Regions from separate parts of the Mus musculus genome. Here regions 1 and 2 are each linked to region 3. Evidence: chromatin contacts called from public HiChIP or PLAC-seq and promoter capture Hi-C data. All regions are on one chromosome and are shown on one strand. The core of a region is the stretch at or near the end of the contact, and the rest is flanking DNA. Distances in the headings are between cores, read along the strand shown.

Region 1 (2,925 bases), core at 261-2,760, 530 kb after region 3:
TCAGGACAAGTGAAGGTACAGTTCTTGGCACAATGCTCAGGCTGCCTAAGATATTTATTCTGTAGTAAATAGTAAAGAGAGACTGCTTTCCTGAGTAGCCAGACTCTCAGGAGATCAGCAAGCTGTCGGAGGTTAAGGGAGAGGCAAGGAAACAACCATCCAGCAAAAGTTAAAGGGTAAGAAGAATTCGAGAACAGCAGTTCAGGCCCAGATCTGTCCTAAGCATTTGCAATGCAAATCTGCGTTTTGTTCACCACCACCAAGAGCTTGCACAATAGCGTGTGTATAAACATCCACGCCAACAAAGCCTGACTGTGCAATCACGCAGTAATTACAGACCGGCAGAAAGCTGCTGCTAGGGACTGCACTATTCAAGCTCTAGACATCCCATCTCCAACTGTCCACGGCCTGTACACACATTCCTGCACACATCGCCCTGTCCCCGCCGCTGCTACAGCTTCAGGCACAAACCAAGGAGCCCTGGCGCCAGCTGCTGGGCCACGCCAAGACCCCTGCAACTATGCAAAGATGTCATAAACTTCTCAGCTGTTCTTTAAAGACCCAGAAGCACGAGGCTACCGAGGGCGGGCGGCGGGGAACCATCATCAAAGTTCCCAGGCAAACTCCTGCAGCCCTAGCCGTTTTAGAACACAGAAAAGAACAAGATGCCACGGAGTCCACTGGAAGCGGCTTTCTGGGTTTTATATAGAAAACACTCACATATGTACGTGGGTGTGCTGACAGTTTTTATGGCTAAATTGCAAAGTGTTAGGCCTTAGAGAGCTTACTGTTGGGTTCGGGGCTTGGGAGGGAGGGAGGAAAAGTGTAGAGTCGGGAGGGGCTCGTTTCAAGGAGGCCTGGGGGACAACTCGGGTTTTGCTGGTTGGAAATGGATAGGGCTGTTGACCCAAACTTCTGAGTTGCTCTGCTCTTCGTCACTGCAAGGCCGAGCAAACAAAAGTAGAGGGAAAGTTCCTGTAACTTCCTTCCTGAAACCTGGTGGAGGGCGGCGTAGAGGAAGGGAACGTTTCCCGGGGAAACACCGGGAAGGGCTGGAAAAGCAGCTGCACGCAACCCGAAGAGATGGGGCGCGGGGTGTAGGGCTGGCTCCGGTCGCAGGTCCGGGGAGGCCCCTTCCCGGCATCGCTGCGCTCAGGGGTGGCTCCCTGAGAGGGCTAGGCTGCAGCCAGGCCGGTCTAAGTCCCGAGTCAAAACAACCACCTCAGGGGCGCAACACCGGCCGAGATCTCCGCCACCCTGTCCCTCTCCTGCACCCCCACTCCCAGCGTCCCACGACCCGGCCCGCGCCGCCGAACCCCAACGAATTCCGGATCCCCCCTCCCGCCCCGAGCTCCACGTCGGCGCCCCCCACGGCGGGAAGGCCACCAGGCTCCCGCGACTCACCTGCACGCTGGATCCCTGGGCAGCTCCGAGGGGGCGCGGGACGCAATTCGAGCGCGACCAGCAGACTCAAACTTTGTTGCTCTCGGGACGGCGCAGTCGTCACTTCCTCGCCGAGCAGGCGGCGCGGTCCCGGCTGTGACCCAGCAGCTCGCGCGGCGGCGCGCAGGGCTCTGCAGCCTCCTGCCCCGCCCGCGCCCCGGCTCCGCGCGCCTCCGCGCGGCCCCCAGCCAGACCCTCGGTTCCCGGTGCTGCAGCGGCTGTGGAAGCTTCGTCCCTACCCTCACTCTGCTCTTGGGGAAAGTGCGATCGGAGACTTCCTGCTCTCCCTTGAGTCTAAAAGGTGGCGTTGGAGCCTAGGGGCTGAGTTCAAGGGACCCTAGGGGAAAAAGTCCCCCACCTACATTCCTCCTCCCACGCACGCGCGCGCACACATACAGTCGGGAGAGAGGGGAGAGATAATAAAGGTTTTCATTTCATTTGTTATTTGGACTAGAGAGGACATGTGTGAAAGCAGTGTACTATTTCCCTGAATAATGCTAGGCCAAACTCCAATCTCCCGTCCTCATGTCCCTTACAGGTCTGCACAGTTGTCAGTGGCTTTCCCCGGGTGGCACTTGTACACGATGTTACCATGCATTGTATTTCAGGAACTATGTCATCACCCACGTCGGGTCTGGGAAATAGTCGTTCTGTTCCCTTTCTTCTCAGATCCCCACCTCTTCCTTGTGCACTCAAGTCTCAGAATCTCTGGAGCCTGGTGCGTTCGGGTGTCATCATTAGCCAGAAGTGATTTTACAAGGTGGATCCTGGACGCAGGAGCTTCAGGCAATAGTAATTTTGAAGTTTATCACTGCCCAAAATAAATTTTCTCGGCGTATTAAAACTAACATCAACAGAGAGCTGCCTTTTGAGCCTCTGGCGACCAGTAAGAAAGCAGTTACACAGCAGTGCCCAAAGAAAGACTCCTAATTCCCTTAGGTTGGAGAGAGGACTAGGCTAGCCTTTGCTGTGTGTGTGTGTGGGGGGGGGGGGGGGGGGGGGAGGAGACAGCCAAAACTGCAGGGCAAGGTTTTCCTAACAGAAACGTTTAGTGAGGCAGAAGCTTGCTCTGGAAAACAGGGACCCATAAAAGGCCATTCAGAGACGTCCACTTAAGCTGGACAAAATTTTCCCTTTCCCACTTCCAAACTACTCCTACTAACACATTGGCCTGATAATATCTCCCAGACCTCCCATCTCCTCATTGAAGCCCAGAAAGCCCTCTGCTTGAGTACAGGTTTTGTGTCAAAGGTGATGTAAGATTAATGGAAAACAACATGTGGGGATACCCTCACCCCAAGTCTGCTTAATACCTCAAGAGAAGCCACAGGCTCACCCAAAGATGAGAAGCATGTAGACCCTGACCCAAGCTCTCCTGGCAGCGTGAATTCCTTCATCTTGCAGCTACCAGTGCACTGGGGTCTGCCTTTTACCGAGACATTACTATTACATTACAAACACAAAAAGTGCAGTGAATGGAAA
Region 2 (2,765 bases), core at 74-2,573, 600 kb after region 3:
ACCACACCACACCACAAAAAATAAAAATAAAACCATATCAGGAAAAAAATACCCATATGATACATGGTACAACTCAAGTCATACAAACGACTGTAACCCTTAGTGTGAAGAGAAAATTCAGAAGGGAGGAAAATAAATAAACCTGAACTCCTCCATGCAGTTTTTGAACATCTGAGACCTGGAGAAAAGGGGACTTCACATCAAAAAGGGCCCAAACTAAGTTTCTTCTCTTTGAGTTTTAGATGTAATCTATAGTCTCCCTCTGTTTTCTGCTATCACTTTTATTGTTTTTGAGCGTTTCCTCTTTCTCTGGTTCACTCAGCTGACCACCAAGAGATCAGATCCTGCTGGAAAGTTATTTGGAATGTGGTAACAGTCTCCTACCCCATTCTTCAAGTTTTCCAAACGAAGTGAAAATGTTCAGATGTTCTGTTACCCGGGCCTCCAGTCCATCTGATGGCTGCCCATTTGCCGGCGGTACTGGTATTTTTCAGCTACTCTTTATACCAGAGTTAGAGCTCCGCGATTAGCCCTTGCTGGAATACAGTGCTAAGGGCGATTCCTACAGCCGCTTGATTAAGTCCGTTAGGGTTTGCAGTTCCTGGAGATCCCAAGTTATTCTAGAAACAAACCACACCCGATAGTGACTAGTCAAGTGGTTCTCAAACCATGAGTTTCTAGCTTCTTGGGGTCCCCTTAGACCATCGGAAAACATTTCCATTACGGGTCGAAACAATAGCAAAATAACAATTATGAAGTAGCAATGAAAATAATTTTATGGTTGGGGGGGTCACCACGCACGAGGGTCACAGCATTAGGAAGGTTGAGAACCGCTGCTTTAGTCCTCTAGATCTCAGCTTGTTCACCTACAAAACAAGGGTTAGACTTGATGCTATTTCTCACTGTGATTCCCCAACCTAAGACTCAGTGAATCTAACATGAATCAAGTTTCTTCCAGAGGCTGGGGCTGGCTGTCAGGGCGTCTGCCTAGACCGTGCCAGGACGCGGGTTCAACCTCTGGGGGCACAAGAGGACACAGGGGACTTGATCTGAAGTCATTAGTTAATTTGCTCTCTTGGTCCTGGAGGCGGGGTCGGCCACGGAGCCCTAATGAGGTTAACTTATGGATACTCCTTGCCTAGACTAGCAACGTATCCTGTGATTCTCACCAACCTTGGGGACCAAAGGATCGCGTATGAACTTCAAAACCCCGGCCCTAGGAGACGAGAGGGCAAGGAGGCCGGCTTAGTCCTGCGCTTGCGCAGTGTGGTCCTAGGGCTAAGGTCGTGCCGCCAGCTGACCCTTCGCTGTTCATCAAATCCCGCGAGATCTCAAACTGACAGACACGCAGGGGGGCCACTGTATCGCTGCACCGGAAGCTGGATTAAGCCCGCAGAAAAGGAGGAAGTGCCGAGCCAGGGTGACCTGTGGGCGTCCTCCTCGAGCTCCGGGCGACACCGGCGGTATAGCTTGGGACGCTAGACTAGGGAATGCCCCGTAACAGGTGCTCTCCGTTTTGTAAGAATTCCGAGGGTGAAGTTTGGGCGCGACTGTGTTTGAGGTGCTTCAGATTTGAACATCTATTGAGCGCCTACTGTGTGCCACGCATAGGGGTATACTTATGTCATGTTGAAAAACCTCAGCACCAAGAGGTTTTGATCCTCTTGGTGCTGAGGATCCAGGAAGTCGGCTTGAAAATGTGAGATTACTAGTAATTTCTGTGAAAGTGGTTAGTCGTGGGAGCCATAGAGGAAGGTTGGCTTTCTGAGGTGGACATTTGCACACGATGGCATAGACAGCACAGGGAAGGTCAGCAGAGCCCTTTGTGGCAGAATGGTTGAACAAAGTACGGCTAAACAGGAAGTGTGTTTTATTAAAAGATATTGGGGATAAGTTGTGCGACCTTGGACAAGTTATTCAGCCCCTGTATGGCGTCTGTGAAAAGGATAGCATGTTTGCAACTTCATGGCGGTGGTGTTTGAGGACGGAGTTGTATTTAAGCAAGCTGATTAATAATTTATTTTCTTCTGTATTGGGAATTGAGTCCAAGATCAGCCTTCCACCTCCCCTATGCATGCTGGGCAAGAGGTTTTTACTACTGGGCTATATTGCCAGACTGTTTTTCATTTTTATTTTGGGACAGGTTCTCACTAATTTGCCCAGGCTGGCCTTGAATTTGCCGTCTGTATTCCATCTGCCCAATAACTGGGATTACAAATGTAAGACGCTACCATGCTAGAGCATGTCAACTCACCCAGTTCTGGGATGCCTGGAAACATTCAGGAAATAAACTATATGACCCCTCCGAGGTCCCACCCAGCTAGAAACAGAACATGTCCTTTGCCCTTGTGAGTTCAGTGAGCTTTTCCTTACAATAGTCTGCTACACAGATGCTTAAGGCGTATTTTTAATGACTGTCATTGAACCAGATCTTTTGGTGGTATTTTAGAATGGTCGAATCAATTAGAAACCCACTTTAATTTAACAGCAAATGGGGTTTACTGAGGTCTACTCAGCTCTGCCTCCATTATGATGCCTCCTAACCCACTGCCCTTCAGGTCTTGAATGTGATCTTTATTTTAGATGGAGAACCTGTGAGTAAGTCATGGTTGATTTTGTTTGTTTGTTTGTTTGTTTGTTTTCGAGACAAGGTCTCTCATATCCCAGAATTCTGGCCTTGAATTTTGTTATGTAGTTAAGTCTGGCTTTGAACTCATTCCTCTCTCTTCTACCTCCCATGTGCTGAATTACAGGTGGGAGGCATC
Region 3 (3,096 bases), core at 115-2,614:
GTAGTCAGTGGTCTTAACCACTGAGCCATCTCACCAGCCCCATTCATGAGTTTTATAACCTAGGTGAACTAAGATTTGTTGTAGGACAGTGAGATTTTTTTATATATATACCAGTACTCCACGAACATCTTTGCACAAAAATGTTTGTCGAAATTGCTTCTCTGTATAGTTTACAGCATTTGCCATTCTACCAAAAGATCGCAATTAATGTAGTTTGCAAATGGCTTTTAGTCTATGCTTGTTTAGCAAGTGTATTGAGCTTGTTCTGTACTGTCTACAATTTTCTGCCTTCTTCCCATATAAGTAAATGATTGAGGGTATAAGTAAATGATTGAGGGAAAACTACCCAAGGTTATGCTATGTCTCCTCCCAGTTGCCATTCCGCTGGCGGAAAAGACTAAAGTATCAAGATCTTAAGCATGAAAATAGTGAAGTCTGAGTTTATTGAAGCAGGGTTGAGAATGTTGGGAGAAAATGGAGATGGATGCTCTACTATTTAGAACGAGGCCTTCTGGGAAGTAGAAAAAAGGAAGTTTGACCCAGTGTATCTTAGTTTGACCTGTAATTTGCTAGGAATCCCAGTCCGATTTCAACTCACTGTCCTGCCCCATCTCCTCCTGAGTGTTATGATTTCAGATACAACACCATCCCGATGTATTTGTCTCTGTTGGGAGTAGAATCTAGTTCCTCGTGTGTGCTCCTTAAGCACATTAGCCGTTTTCTGGTTATTTGGGATTATGAATAATTTCTCTGTTGTTTTTTGCCCAAGTGAAATGTGTGGTGTGCTGTTGATAATTGTCTCTCCGATTAAGGAAAATCTGAGGGATGTAAAAATCAAGATAGGAAACATTCTTTGCTTTCTAGAAGCTTGCCATCTGGGAAGACTTTCAGACTCGGAACCTAGACTAATAGGATATTTCTCAGGTTCTGTTTACCCACCAATCGCTTTGGTTTATTGAGAGTACAAACAGTAAATTTTATCCGTTTTGAGGAACTGTTCAAATAAATACTGTGGAGAAATGGGAAGTGTTGGATTTAAAATGTCACTACAAAACAAGGCACGGTGTCCCCACACATGGAAACCAAATAAATAGGTTCAAGCCCATCCTTTCCTACAAGGTATGTTTGATACCGGCAGGGAACGCTCGAATCGCAGTCTCAACCAAAAACAAGGGAAAATGTCACTTGTAGACTGGAAGAACGCTAGACGCGCCTCAAACCCTAGAGAGGCCTCAGGTCGCGCACATCCTTACATCTATGCGAGTGGATTAGGCCAGCTCCAGCCCCCAGCCCTCGTGGCCTGCGCGCGCCACCGGAAGCTCCGTCCCCTCCCGGGTCTAGGGGCCAACGTCGCCGAGGCCGGAAGTTGCGACACCGGTGAGACCTCTAGGGCGGGGCCTAGGACGACCTGCTCCGTGGGCCGCGAGTATTCGTCGGAAACAAAACAGCGGCAGCTGAGGCGGAAACCTAGGCTGCGAGCCGGCCGCCCGGGCGCGGAGAGAGAAGGTGCGTGCCCAGGGTGTGCGGGGCGGAGGGTGTCTCTGCCGGTCGTGTTCACCGTCGCCTGCCTGCCGGGGGTCCGGGCGGGCCTGTGTCTCCGAGGGCCGCGCTGCGGGCGTCTCTAGGGATGAGGGGCGGGGTCCAGGCGGGCGGAGATCGAGGAACCCCGCGTGGGAAACGGGGTGAAGCCGGTTTCTCGGAACCCAGCCGGGGCCAGACTGAGAGCAGCCTTCTCCGAGCTTTGGTACCCCGGAAGTGCTGGCTTCCCCGGGCGGCCGGGAGCAGATGGCTGGCATCAGGGGTGGCCTCTCGATCAGAGTGGAGCTAGAGATAGAGGAAGCGCCCTAGGCTGGGTCGCCTTGAGCAACTGGTGAAACTCTGCGTCTGGTGCCCCGAGTGTGTCATAGTCCAGAAGTGAGTGAGTGGCACTCGGGGCTAACTTCTCAGTGTGTCTGTTGGCAGGCGAAGAGTCGTATGGCGCTTGTTCTTTCTTCAGAACTGTCACGATGCATGTGTCTGACGCTTGTAGGCGCCTTTAGTGTTTGCTAGTTCTTCCCTTTCACGTTTTCAAATGTGGCACTGCCGCGAACAGAGGCTCAGGCACATCCGCCTGGTAGTGGAGGACGGAGTGCATGAGACAATTGAGGTAACTTTTTACATAACTAGGAGAAATGAGAGTTCCAGTAACAGAAACGTAGAAGAAACGTGAGCAGGACAGGCGATCTGTTCAACTAACGCATAAGATTGACTGGGTTCAAGTTTGGAGAATGAGAGAGAAATAAGGAAGTTAGGCAGTGGTTTGGAAATAGTACTTTTGAAGTGACAGCGGGTGAAGATGGCCTGAGGTCAGAGCTGTAAACTGTAAACATGGGTCACTTAAGTAGATTTGCTGTTTGATGTTGGAGCAGAGAACTGGGTGGACACTTAGGGAACACAACAAAGAGCCAGGTAGAAGGAGGACAACGAGGCTGCTGAGGAGGACGAATGCAGAAACCACAATAGTGCAGTGTCACAGAAGCTGAGAAACACGGAAGCTTCAGGGAGCATTGTCAGCGATAGGAATGAAAGGCCTGGTGTTGTTTTAGAAGGATCTCTGTACCATTGTACCCTTGAAAGATGAGCGTGAACCACAAATACTAGTTTTAAATGTTCCCACAGACACTTTTTTAAAAAATTTTTTAGAGGTTTATTTATTTATTATATGTGAGTACATTGTAGCTGTCTTCAGACACCCCAGAATAGGGCATCAGATTTCATTACGGATGTTTGTGAGCCACAATGTGGTTGCTGGAATTTGAATTCAGGACCTTCAGAAGAGCAGTCAGTGCTCTTAACAGCTGAGCCATCTCTCCAGCCCCACAGACACATTTTTAAAGGTAACAAGAAGCAGTTGAAATTAGTCTTAATGATTTGTTAATCCAGTGTAGCTAACAGTTTCATTTTTAACAGGAAATCCGTGTCAAATTAACTTGTCCTCTCTAGATAGTTAGGAGGCTCTTCAGTGACCAGAAGCAACCCCTGACTACAGTATCCCCAGCACCTGGCACAGTGTTTCCTTGTCTAAAAGAAACCTGATTCCTATTTGCTGCTCCAAGA

The links. Promoter capture Hi-C pulls out the DNA fragments that hold promoters and counts their contacts. HiChIP or PLAC-seq counts read pairs in DNA pulled down with a chosen protein or histone mark.
Region 1: a promoter capture Hi-C map of pre-B cells shows a contact between it and region 3. The contact joins the promoter of Mideas here to the promoter of Psen1 in region 3. A contact is called at or near these places in 9 of 39 promoter capture datasets (the C10 cell line, cranial neural crest, frontonasal cranial neural crest and 6 more), 1 of 484 Hi-C or Micro-C datasets (B cells), 2 of 115 datasets of contacts at active chromatin or transcription factors (the SCID.adh cell line and acute myeloid leukemia) and 1 of 9 other capture datasets (adipose tissue).
Region 2: a contact with region 3 is called in an H3K27ac HiChIP or PLAC-seq map of microglia, with 7 times the contacts expected there. The contact joins the promoter of Ptgr2 here to the promoter of Psen1 in region 3. A contact is called at or near these places in 2 of 39 promoter capture datasets (liver and neural stem cells), 1 of 484 Hi-C or Micro-C datasets (B cells), 4 of 115 datasets of contacts at active chromatin or transcription factors (astrocytes, bone marrow-derived macrophages, microglia and 1 more) and 3 of 9 other capture datasets (adipose tissue, embryonic stem cells and liver).

The regions. Positions count from the first base shown.
Region 1 is chr12:84,217,371-84,220,295 of GRCm38.p6, forward strand. It overlaps Mideas (mitotic deacetylase associated SANT domain protein), which reads right to left and starts at 1,511. Exons shown (of 13, transcript NM_001163501.1): 1 at 1,405-1,511. It overlaps Gm46319 (synapsin-1-like), which reads left to right. Exons shown (of 3, transcript XM_030247050.1): 2 at 780-1,744; 3 at 2,113-2,282. The coding sequence ends at 2,194.
Region 2 is chr12:84,283,973-84,286,737 of GRCm38.p6, forward strand. Ptgr2 (prostaglandin reductase 2) reads left to right here and starts at 1,324. Exons shown (of 10, transcript NM_029880.3): 1 at 1,324-1,504.
Region 3 is chr12:83,686,788-83,689,883 of GRCm38.p6, forward strand. It overlaps Psen1 (presenilin 1), which reads left to right and starts at 1,365. Exons shown (of 12, transcript NM_001362271.1): 1 at 1,365-1,506.